Linked DNA regions of Mus musculus: region 1 is linked to region 2. Evidence: chromatin contacts called from public Hi-C data. All regions are on one chromosome and are shown on one strand. Each heading gives the region's core, a stretch centred on a gene start, on an enhancer-like site or on the middle of the called end of the contact. The rest is flanking DNA. Distances are from core to core; before and after follow the strand shown.

Region 1 (6,213 bases), core at 1,637-4,136, 190 kb before region 2:
TCTCATAGCCAGGGCTACGTAGAGAGATCTTGTCTCAAAAACCAAGAGAGAAGGAAGAGAGGGGGGGGGGGCGAGGGAGGGAAAGAGGGACAGACAGACAGACAGACACACAGACAGACAGACAGGGGGAGAGACAACTGAAAAGCTGGAGAACTGTTTAGAGTTCTGTGAGCCAGGCTAAAGAGCTTTGATGCTGTCTGCAGACAAGTGAAAGGGCTGAGCATGAAGCTTCTACACTGGAGTGATCCCTGTGCCCTGTATAGTGTGCCTGCTGCGGACCTCTCTCCCTGCACGCTTCAGGAGACCCCAGCAGCTTTGCAAAGCACCGTGTAAATTCAAGCAGAGAGAAATTGTGTTGTTTTCAAGGATTCAGGTGGAGCATTTCCAAGACAGAGTTTACGTTCTGGAAGCATCATTGTGGTGTTTGACAGAAGAAATGAAACAGACATTTGGTTATTAAGGTAGTATATAAAAATAAAAATACTTGTTAAGTATATATAATAGTAAATGGTCCCTTAACAATTTTAACACTTGTCACTCTCCTGAGAATTATGTTTGAAGGCTTGCTGACTGTGTGAACACCATGGCATGTGTATATGTTGAAACAGATTTTTCTTAACTTGACACAAACTAGGGTCACTAAGAAAAAAGGAAACTTTGACTGAGAAAATGTCTCCATCAGATTGGCCTGTAGGCAAGTCTGTGAGGCAGTTTCTTGATCAATAATTGATGTCGGGGGTTGGGGTGAGGTCCAACCTACTGTAGGTAGTGCTATCACAGGGCTGAATATGAACCTGAGGCGATAGCCAGTCAGCAGTGTTCTTCAATGGCCTTTGCTTCAGTTTCTGCTTCCAGCTCCCTGACTTGACCTTCCCTGACTTCCCTCACTGATGAACTAGGACCTGGGGAGCATAAGCCAAATAAACCCTTCCCTGTCCATGTTGCCTTTGGTCATGATGCTTATCAAAGCAATCTACGTTTCACTAATACAGGTCAATGAGGGAGAAAAGACAGATAGAAGTGGGAGTGGACTTTGACAAGTGATGTCATTTTACCATGGAGGGTAGTGAGGGATTAGGAAGGAGTATTTTTGTCTTAATTTCAGATAGAATGTGTCATAAGGAAATTGGAAAGCTCGTGTGGTCAATGAGCTGAGACAGGAAGTGATGAGTTTAAATACAGCAATCAGGATTCATGTCTCCAGGATAGAGTCCATCAAGCTTAATAATCACAGTGTTGGACTCGTAGATACTGGTGTCATTGAACCTATAGCTTCTTAATAGTAGGATGTGTGATCATTAGATGATAGATAGGTAGGTAGCAACATGGATAGACAGATGGGTGATAGATAAATGATAGAAAAAGATAGCTGGCAGGTAATAAATGATAAAACAACAGATAATAGGGAGGTACATAATTTATACAAGGATAATGGATAGCAACAGAGATTATATATAACAAGTAAATATTGTATATCTCATATGTAACATATATTATCTATCACTATACATATGTGATAGGTAGATAGGTAAGAGATAATAGATGATAGATAGATAGATAGATAGATAGATAGATAGATAGATAGTAAAACAATAGAAAATAGGGGGTACATGATAGAAGGATAATGATAGAGTTTATATAATATATATTAAAATAACCCATATATAATATATTATATATCATTATATATACTCATATTACATATGTATTATATATAAGTAGATAGGCAATAGGTAGTAGATTATAGGTAGATAGATAATAAAATCATGACAGACGATAGATAGGTGACATAATAGAGGTAAATGACAGACACTACCTATATAGAGCTAGACATGTATGCACAGAGACAGATGTACCTAACTATATTACCTTGCACTTCATTGAAGGTGCAGGGCACTGGTGCAGAGTTCATTCACAACAGCTTCTGTGTCTGCCCAAAGCCTTCTTGGGCTCAGAGCCTTGTCCCCTCTCCCATCTACCCACAGGACTGGCATGTACACGCTGACCACCTTCACATTCATGCTTGTTTCTCTTTGCCCATTTTTCCTCATTCGTATGATGCAGAAAGCAGCACATGTCTGAAAGTAACGCTGCAAGGTTAACAGGATAAGATACGTAAAACACTCCCTGTGTGCCTGGATAAAATGTGCTGGGGAGTTCTGGCTTCACGCCTGGGTTTCAGTGTGGCTTAGAAGCTCAAGTGTCTCCCTTAAGTAAGGGAACATCGCAGATACATAAAGGCAGCAAGACAAGATCAGGGATTGCCTTACCTGTAGTGAACTGCTCATCACTTCCACCTGCAAGTCCAGGAAGGCTGCAATGTGTGTGGCAGTGTTTGAGGGCTGGGGTCGCATGCTTTGTTTCCGTCTTACATATTCTGAGCCTAACCACTCAGAGTATGTCTAAAACCAGTCTTGAAATTTCAAGCCAGAGGGTTTTTTTTAAAATAGGATAATTATTTTATATGTAAAATTTTAATGATGAATTAAACAAGCAAGCTGACTATTCAAGTTCTTCTAACTGCATCACAATTGACCCAAACCCCTAGTTAAAGGCAAATCTGTGAGAGTAGACTTCCCCCATGGAAGAAGACGAATACTCTGTTTTACAGGCACAGCTTCTGACTGGAACTTGAGGACCAGGACCTTGACTGCTTTGAGCATGTGAGCTCCGGTCTGTTTGTGTCAGGAGCTCTTGTCTGTCTGTAGACACAGTTTCTCCACCTGCTGGGAGTGAGGGGAGGTCAGAAAACTTAGTGTTTCTTCCAAAATGCCTGATGTCCAGCCCAGAAGCTTAGATTCCGAGGCGAGTCAATACTTCCCTGGGGAACAGTCCCTTGGTGTTAGCCAGACTGGGCACTAGATGGCACTGTGTTGCAACAAAATTCAGGTGATTAGTGAATTTTATGTGGCTGTAAATAAGGAACTCAGCTGCAGGGGTAGGTGAGTCCCCTCTAGAAAGTTGCTCTGAGGGGTCTCATAGTTGCTCTTTCAGGACAAGGTCTTTAGGCTTGTTGATCACCCAGAGAGTTTTATTTCAATTACACTTAAGAGAGATGTTCTATGTATGGATGGTTATACTCAAATACCCATTTTGGTATGGCTTTGCTCTGTGGAGTGGAGAATAGTGAAGACCAAAGACCCAAAGGGGTACACCCTGGGCTCCTCTCCTGAGCTCCTAGTCCTCTCATCCCACCAATGAGACTCTCAGCCTACAATTCCCAAGGGCAGCATCAATCCGTCAATCATGATGTCTTGGTATCTTCTCACAGCTCCTCTGTATTCCTAATTCCCACCCAGGAAAGGAAGGGGCTACTATGTACATATATATGGCTTTTTTTACACCCCCATTTATATCCAACAAATCATTGTGCCCTGATTGTCATTCCCCATTTCTCTGAATACAAAACCTTGTTGAAGCTATTCTCTCTGCCTGCCCTCAGAAGTGATTATGAATTTCCAAATTCATATTCTATGGTTGTTACTCTGCTAACTGATCACTTGAGTTGAGAATTTCCTCTCTATGTATAAAGAAACAGAACAGTAAAACATCAGCAACAACTATGACATCCTGAGTCACGAATGTCCCCGTTGGCTGGGGATCTAGAGGCTGCTTCTCAGCACCCGGGAAGAGAAGCATCTATCTCTGCTGCCTATCTAGTTTGTCTCTGACACATTATCTTACTTGGTAACCCCAAGACTTTATGGGTAGCATCACCCCTGCCAGGGTATTTTTACTCACTACTGTTTTTCTAGCTGGCTGATTGGTTGTGCAAAAACCAGCTCTGACTTTCTCTACACCCATTGTTTGTTGTAGCGCCCGGTGAAGTTCTGCACACTCTACTTGGTTTCTCTCCCCCTGCCCTCAGGTTCTTTTTATCTACTGGAGTCATTTGTAAATCATACAAAAGAGTTATATCTCTTCCTCTTTATTGCCTTCATGATGTTTCGTCGGCAATAGGAAAACAATCATGTAATTGGCAATTTCTATAACATAGAAACCTTCCCTATCTCCAGTTTATTAACAACGTGGTGCATTGGAAAGTCCTCATAGATGGGCAGGTGCCGTATTCCAGAATGGGGTGCAAGTTCTTGATCCTCAGTTTCAGATGGAGGTCTTGCTATGGCCACAAAAATCATGTTTAGGCTCTGAGGGATGACATAAGAAGCCACCAGGCAAGTGACTGAGTGAAGCTAAAGAACCTCAGATCCAAATCCCTCTCTATGCTTGGCTTTGTGACTCTTGGGAGGGTTGGAGACAGGAAACTCCTCTCTCATTCTCTGAGGTTCCCTGGTCAATTCTGTCCACTTTGTACTGGGAGTCTTGGGGAGACAAAAAGATGGATTTGTCCACTATTGTGGGCAGATGACACTATTGTCCACTGAATGACTGGCTCAGAAACAGTATTTCAGCACTGAGGGTCTCCTTGTTTCTATAGCCAAATACATCATTCTTTTTTCTTAGAAGTTGTAACTCTACCACCACCACACACCTCTGTCACATGGCACTCTTCTTCTGTCTTAGATACCACTCAGGTCCCCATCCCAGGTCCTGGGTAATAGCACTCAAAGAGCTGTATGTTCCTCACCCCATCTTTGTTCAGAGTCCCCCATACCTAGGGCTGAGCATCCATCCCTGCTGCTGTAGGATGCTAACTCCTTTCTGCCTTCAAGCTCCGTTCTCCAATACGAACTTATCCATTCTGTTTGGATTTCATTGATAAAATGAGGAACATTCCCAAGAGAAATGCAGGTGTGGCTCCTCTCCAGTGTTCAGACGTTGTAAAGACCTCAAGAACATTTCAAGAGAGGGGAGGCCTGCTTTGCAGGCCCGCTATGATGGACATGTGGTCTTTGGCTCCTCTGGGATAGGTAACAGCTCTCTGCATCTCTCTTCTCTTGAACTCCAACATTTCAGGATGAGATTTAAGTAAAGCCTGGAAGTGGCAGGTAGCAACTCCAGAGAAGGGTGGAGACAGGCTAACCAGAACCCTCTGGAGACTGCTGAGGGTAGACAGGACCTCCGTGAGTTCCACTTAGGTCATGTTGTGGACCGTGATGACTTTGTGAACAGGGACTAGTATATAGTTATGCATTTTTTTATAAGAAGAAGCCTGATAACACACGCGCGCGCGCACACACACACACACACACAGAGAGAGAGAGAGAGAGAGAGAGAGAGACAGAGAGAGACAGAGAGACAGAGACAGAGACAGAGAGGGAGAAACAAAACCCTCAAATGCAAAGAGGCCTGCTTTAGTGTGTGTGTGTGTGTGTGTGTGTGTGTGTGTGTAGGAACAGAAGCAAGACTAAGCCACCAAGCAGGCTGCAAAGTGCAGACAAGCCAATCAAAAGTGTGACAATAAGAGAACCTGCCTTTGATGGGGACACATCTCGGGTTCCTCTACTGCCCAAGAGAGATATCCTGCTTGGCCCAAAGCCTGCTCAGGTACTCTTAGGATTCAGAAACTTGGAGTAGAGTGTGTAAGCATAGCTGCATGGGTCTTCATCAGCCTGCTGTGCTGGACCTGGGAATTCTAGCAGGTTTGACAGCTTTACCCTTTCCTAGTGGATTACATAAAGAAGTTTTTGCCACAGTCAATACGGAGTTTTAAAATGTTAAGGACTGTAAATGGAAGCAAAACCAATCGATGCTCTGTGCTGGTCCTGTGATAAGCAAGGGATCTGGACCCCAAGCTTGTTTTGAAGACTGCCCAGAGAGCAAGGGAAGCCAAGGAGAGAAGGAAGTGGTACCCAGAGACAGGAAGGGAGGCTGCACTATAGGTTCACGCCCCGAGTGATGCTTTGGGTCCCAGCTTTACAGTGCAATGTAAAGGGTATGAAGCCAGAGCAGGTGTTCTACAGAGGAACCACCCTGTCGGTAGGAGGGGAGCAGCCAAGAGGGATCCAGGAAATGCCATCTGTCCTTCAGAAGCCCTGTCACCACTGGGGCTGGGGCGATCTGAGTAGCTTCCAGCCCCGGCTGGCTCTTGCCATCCTGAGCCTCTGGCGGCTCTGCCCTCTCCGGAACTGTCTTACTCTTCTGACTCTGAAGGCCTTATTGATTGCTCAAAGTGAACTCTCAGCCCACGGCTTCCTCCACCCCTGGGCAGCTTGCATTTCCTCTGACGTGGTCTGTGTCTTCTCCCTTCCCCCAGCACCCTGAGCTTTTTACATTTCAAATATTTGACAGCTGGGTGAACTTCTGCTTCCG
Region 2 (5,981 bases), core at 1,682-4,181:
TTGTGCTCAGGAGGGGATGGAGCCTGAGTAACTGAGACCGATGGTGCCTTTGAACAACTTAAAGAACGAGCCCACTAAGACCCTTGAATAGGCAGCAAAGTTGAACATCCTGGACTGACAACAGTCTTTCATGTTGTGACTCATGACTGCTGGGAGATTTGGTGTTTTCCAAGCAGTAGCACTACATCCAAAGACACTAGTACTGGACTCTATACTAGATGCCACATCATGTACATTTTCCTTTGCTGAACTCAGTCTACACCCTTTGTGTGTCACAAACTATAGTCACAAGGGTAGCAGAGTTCTGAGTTCTGTGATTCTTTCTAGCAAACCACTGAGCTCAGGAGTGAAGTTGGGGCAGAGTATGTATCTGGATACTCTTTGGTCCTACACATGTTGAGGAAACAACTTACCTATGGCAAGAACAACTTCACGCCTAGCCACAGTACTGAGTAAGGGCTTTATGACTATAGGGGTAGGATTATAAGTTTAAAAGAAGAACTAAGAGAAAATATATTCTAAGCCTGTGGATAAATGGGTGCTTTAGTGTGCAACAGGTCTGCCTCTGCTCAGAACTTCAAGAGAATGAAGGAAGCAAAACGTAGGGGTCGGTTCATTTTTCATTTGCCATTAATGCCCTTGAAATCATACACTCTTGCCACGGGCATTTACTCAAAATAGATTAATGCTTGCATGCTCAGAAGATAAATTCAGGGGCTACTGACATGCTTAATATATGTGCTTTTCTTAATAGCCATGAAAAGCTGCCAAAGCCATGGAACTAAGATATGCTTCTTAGGAAGGATCCTAAAATCACCGCACAACCCAGCCTCCCCGGTGGAGCGGCTGCATGGCTGCATTCTGTGACTCTGCGCTTTGTTTTGAGAAGGGAACCACATCGTACAAGCACACCTTTCTTCATGAAGCAATGCACTTTGTGGATAGTAATGCCCAGTTTGAGTTTTTGAAGGTCACGCTTCAGAATCTGACAATTTTGTACAATTACAATGTTCTGGAAAAATGTATTCACATGTGTCCTCTTGACTGTGGGGGCCAGGGGATGACTTCGTGTGTCATTCCTTATGTGCTAGCCACCTGTATTTAAGACAGGGTTTCTCACTGGCCTGGAGCTCAACAAGGAGGCTGGGTAGGCTGAGAAGACAGTCCCATGAATCTGCTTGTCTAGCCTTCACAACACTAGAACTGAAAGTGACTGATATCGTATATCCATTTTGTTTTGAATCTGAGTGTTCAGTTAGCTCCCAAGATCTTTATGACATATCTTACTGTAAACTTTCCAACTAATGTACAATATCAGAAAGTGAAGCTGCAGTCAGCCCCACTCTTTAAGATGCCTTTGAAAAGAAAAACATCTTCCCCATTATGTTTTCTTGCCAGAATTTCACAAACACAATCATCTAAGAAGGATTAGAGAACTTCAACATTGGCCTTTGACCATTACCCAGAGCTGTGCTTGTCCAAGAGTTCATGTTGTTTATGTTCCCAAACATTTTTAAAGAAGAAAAAATAGCCCAAAGGAATGAGTGTCTGCAAAGAAGTGGAGGATTTAAGCTTTTCATGGTTTTCAGGGAGATCTTTCTGGAAAGAAGAAAGACATTTTAAAAATTCAAAAGAATAATATTTCCAGTAATTGCAGATCCTGAGACATGGGATTGTGCTGGGGTGGAGGAGAATTATGAACAGATCTGGGGAACATGACTACATCATGAACTAGGCGGAAGCTGGGGCTGCATCTCTAGCAATGGAGGTGCTTGCCTGAGGCAGGGGAAGGCTGTACGGGCACAGGTTAGAGATGCAAAGTGCTGTGGAGTGTATCATGCCTTAGAAGATGGTGACCTGTGACATGCACCAAAGCTACTCAGTGGAAACAGCCCAATTAATTGCCTCATAACACTTTTATAATGTTGAAAATGTTATGCCTGGGGCACGAGCTGTTTACCCTTGTTCCTCAAGGAGTTCTGTTTCCATGGTGTACATGTACCCTGGACTTAATGGGAAAAGACCCACATCACTATGGTAATCTTAAGAGTTCCTTTCTTTTCTGAGGGGAAAAAAATGACAAACTTTAAAGCCTTCTATCAAGTCTAACTAAGGAAGAAAAATAATAGAATCATCTTGATATAAAGGTGTTTCCAGCTGAAACTCAGTGTTGATCACTTGGAAACGGTATTGAATTTGTCCTGTGTGAGTTGAATGGGCATCTGGGAAAGGGGGCAATGTCAGGTTCATGAATGGCTGCTTTGTATTGTCTATGCATCTTTGATTATATTTTTCTGTGAACATTAGCCACTGTGGCTTATTCAAAGAGAGAAACTAAACTATCTTCAGATGCTGGAAGAGACTAAGAACCTTTGGAATGATGTTACCACAGAAATTCATGTCAGCTTGACATCTTGCTTCTTTCTCTCTGTGCCCCTTGAATGGTCTCCATGCCTTTCTACTTGGAATCATAGCCCCAAATGAGTTCATATCCTTCTTCCTATGCTGTCTGGTAATGTCTGACAGAAGGAACTGTTATGAAAATTGCATTTATGTCCTTTATATTTATTCTCAGATTTAAAAATTTGATCGGCATACAATGATGCCATCAGCCAATGGAAAAGCTACAATCCACTCTCTTAAATATATCTTAGCAAGTTATTGACTTTTATATTTACCAGGACACATAAAAAAAAAAGCAGTAGATATTCATATGAAAATGCTTGGTGAATTTAATTCTGGTGACTTTTTTTTAAATGGAAATTTTCTAAGTGCCAAAAAATAGCATTTACATTATTTGTTGTGCTCTACAATTTCATCATGATAATAAAATATTGTTTGGATATAAAAAAGATCTGACTAAACTGGCCTGGGTGGCGTCCAAACCATCTGTTTAGGTCCAAAAATCACTCGTAGGGAATAAATATGTCTATAATGAGCTTGTGACTTTTAGATTTGAAACCTTAAGTGCAGAACTCAGCAACGGTCCTCAGATGACAGCTTTCAGAGATATCTACTAAGGAAGAAAACAAGCAGCGGCCACAGCTAGTCACATGCACTTGCCAAGAAAACTACAACATTGAATGTAGGTCACAGATGGAATTCCATAATTTCAAGGCTACAGTGTCCCAAGTGGAAATCTGAAAGCCACACCTGATTGTGCTCCCGAAGATCTGAGCCCTCAGGTGCCTCTTTAAGGGGGGAGACAGCCAATCCTTGAGCAGGGTCCCTTTCTTCTCACAGATGGGCAAGACTTTCTTGGTCCTAATTTTTTCTGCAGTAAGCCAGGTGGTAGGCCCGTTGAGATTGCAGCAGGCAGTCATGCCAGCTTGCTGCTTCTCTAGATGAGGATTTTTGTTGAATGGACACCTTCTTTGAAATCAATAGTGATTTGAACACCTCCTACCTAAAATCTACACAAAGCAAATATGTCAGGACCCTGAAACATCAGTGAATTACCTAAATTCAGAACTGATAATGAATTCCAAACAGCAGAAGTGAGATAATGCCCATTAAAGGTTTGCTGCAGGGTGTGGGTGGATGAAAAAAAAAAAAAAACACAGTGGCCCAACAAGGAGAGAGGTGTGATGCCAGTCACAGATTGCGGATGGCGAAAAGGTAACGTTATAAAAAACGACTAAGATTGGGTAGAAGCTCTGGAGAATGTCCACCCCCTGTCATCCAAAAGGCAAAGGCAAACATGGTTTCTGTACTGCTAAATCAATGCAGGAGAGAGCTGTAGAGAAGGTTTAGTTGATAAACCTTCTGTATAATCCTGAGCAGCACCTGAGTTCAGAGTTCTAGCATCCACATAAAAGCCAAGTGAGCATGGTACCCTGTCTGTAACCTCAGAGCTCAAGAGGCAGAGACAGGGTACCCCAAAGCAAGTAGTCTAGCTCAACTAGACAAATCTGCAAGCGCTGGGTCCAGAGAGAGACCCAGCCTATGTAGATAAACTGGAGAGGGATCAAGAAACATACCCGATGTCAACCTCTGACATTCACAAGGACACCTGCAAACATGCACTTACATATGTCTGAACACACATACCAAATACACATCCATGTGCAATAAATAAGTTAATTAACTAATGCAGGAAAATGTTTGAAGATTTCTAACAGCTGTGTGTATAAAAATCAACTCAATTTCAGATGAACCATGTTCTAAATGTTTTCAAGTATCGCTGCTCAGACAAATTCTAACAAAATAGAGGAAAGAAGAAAGAATGTGATAGGATCTAATTTAGCTTTTTTTCCTTACAAGGATTTCAAGTTCATTGATCTCATTGAAACAAGTGGTGAACCACAGGTTCCTTCTCATCTAAGGTAAGATGCAAGAGAGGTACTATGGTGGTTTGAATGAGGTAATAGCTTGAGCATTTGAAGACTTGATGATGGTGGTACTATCTGGGAAAGTTTAGGAGGCGTGGCCTTATTAGAGGATGTAAGTCAGTCACTGGGAAGGTTTTGAGACTTCAAGCCTTGTGCCATTCCTAATATGTTGTCTCTGCATCTTGAGTTTCAACATTACAGCTCTCTGTTTTAAGCTTCCAGTTCCAGTGGTCATGACTGTCACCATGCTTTCCCTGCCGTGTGGACTCTAACTCTCTGGGATCATAAGCCAAATAAAATCTTTCCTTGGTATGTTGCCTTAGTCGTCGTCTTTTATCATAACAACAGAAAAGAAACAAATTTATTCTGTGTTTGTCTGACAGATTGTGAGAAATGTCCAATTGGTAGCAGAAAAGCTTGTGAGCCAATTGATATGTACTTCGAAGTACTACTTGGACAGTTAATATTTACTGACCTAGAGCCACTACATGACACTTGTTAGTCTAAGAGTACTTGACCACAAGAGGCAACTATGGCTCCTACCGTTTTGGAGCATGGAGTCAGAGGGGAAGAAGATCAGCAAACACTATGAGAGTATTAAGTATTATAAATCCTCTAGAAAGACAAAAGGGGTAACGCAGATACTAGGGGTGAAAAAAATGGAACAGGCTAAAAGAATCCATAAGCAACCAGCCTCTGTGATGATGCTATTTTGTCAGAGATTAAACTGTTAGAGATGAGAAAACTACATGGCAGTGTTTGCAATAATGGTTGGGCAACTTCAATAACAGTAAATGTAGACCCACATCTCAGGTTAGGCATGCATGTGGATAGAAATCACGATGGGTTTTAGAACAAAAAGCAAAAACATTATTTGTGTGTATTCAGAGAGGTGTCCATGGCTCAAGGAAATACTTGGCAAGAAGAATCTGTGGACTGGTATAGCTTGATTCTTCATGGTCCATTGCCTATTGCAGAAGCATTAAAATAGCAAAAAAATAAATGTGAGATAAGGAAGGAAAGCTGTAGAGTTCCCACAAAGTACAAATAAATAAGTACATTGTTTGCAAAGGAAAACCCCCAGGTAGGTAAATTTTTCACTAGAAAGTAGTATATAGAGGTATTGTTAGAAAATCAAGTGATTTTTTTCTTAAGTGGCATTTTATTTTATTTACTTTTTGCTTAAAACTTTTTGTAGCTTTCTAAGAATAATAGTCATAACAGCATTGGGTCACGTCATCATGGCTCACTGGAGGGTCACCTTCATGAATTTGTTTCATCTGTTTGCATAGTTTATAATATACAAATACTACATGACCAAAGAACACCAATCTATGTCTTTAAATTCAATTGCTCTTATTAGTTTCTATCTTTTAAGCATCATTTAAAAATAGCTTTAATGCCATGCCATTAATTTTTGCTGAAGATGCTGGACACTGAGTCCTGACTTACTTGTCCCATGGGTGGATGGGAGATCTGGAAATCACAGAGTTAAATACTGCTGTGGTTCCTACAGTTGGTGAGAAAGACCTTTTGCACCCCAATTCAGAGTAATCTCCATCAACACTGAGTTTTGATTACTTCAGTCTATCCTACAAATCAACTCACAGGGTCACCAGAGACCAACAATGCACTGCGAGTTTTCTACAG

The links. A called contact is a pair of places that touch in the nucleus more often than the background predicts.
Region 1: a Hi-C map of cerebellum shows a contact between it and region 2, with 2.3 times the contacts expected there. The contact joins two enhancer-like sites. A contact is called at or near these places in 5 of 39 promoter capture datasets (embryonic stem cells, hippocampal neurons, liver and 1 more), 3 of 15 datasets of contacts at CTCF or cohesin (CD8 T cells, large pre-B cells and pro-B cells), 27 of 484 Hi-C or Micro-C datasets (B cells, LSK cells, Th1 cells and 22 more), 9 of 115 datasets of contacts at active chromatin or transcription factors (CD8 T cells, bone marrow-derived dendritic cells, embryonic forebrain and 3 more) and 1 of 9 other capture datasets (embryonic stem cells).

Annotation. Positions count from the first base shown.
Region 1 is chr12:26,068,409-26,074,621 of GRCm38.p6, reverse strand. No RefSeq gene overlaps it. Among named protein-coding and RNA genes, the nearest start is that of Gm29835, 92 kb to the right of the region's middle. Within about 2 kb of position 2,886, at least 18 of the 459 cell types and tissues checked have an H3K27ac peak or open chromatin away from gene starts, as enhancers often do. A contact at or near this core is called in cerebellum and cortical neurons, where this site is marked.
Region 2 is chr12:25,881,026-25,887,006 of GRCm38.p6, reverse strand. No RefSeq gene overlaps it. Among named protein-coding and RNA genes, the nearest start is that of Gm29835, 95 kb to the left of the region's middle. Within about 2 kb of position 2,931, at least 5 of the 459 cell types and tissues checked have an H3K27ac peak or open chromatin away from gene starts, as enhancers often do. A contact at or near this core is called in cerebellum and cortical neurons, where this site is marked.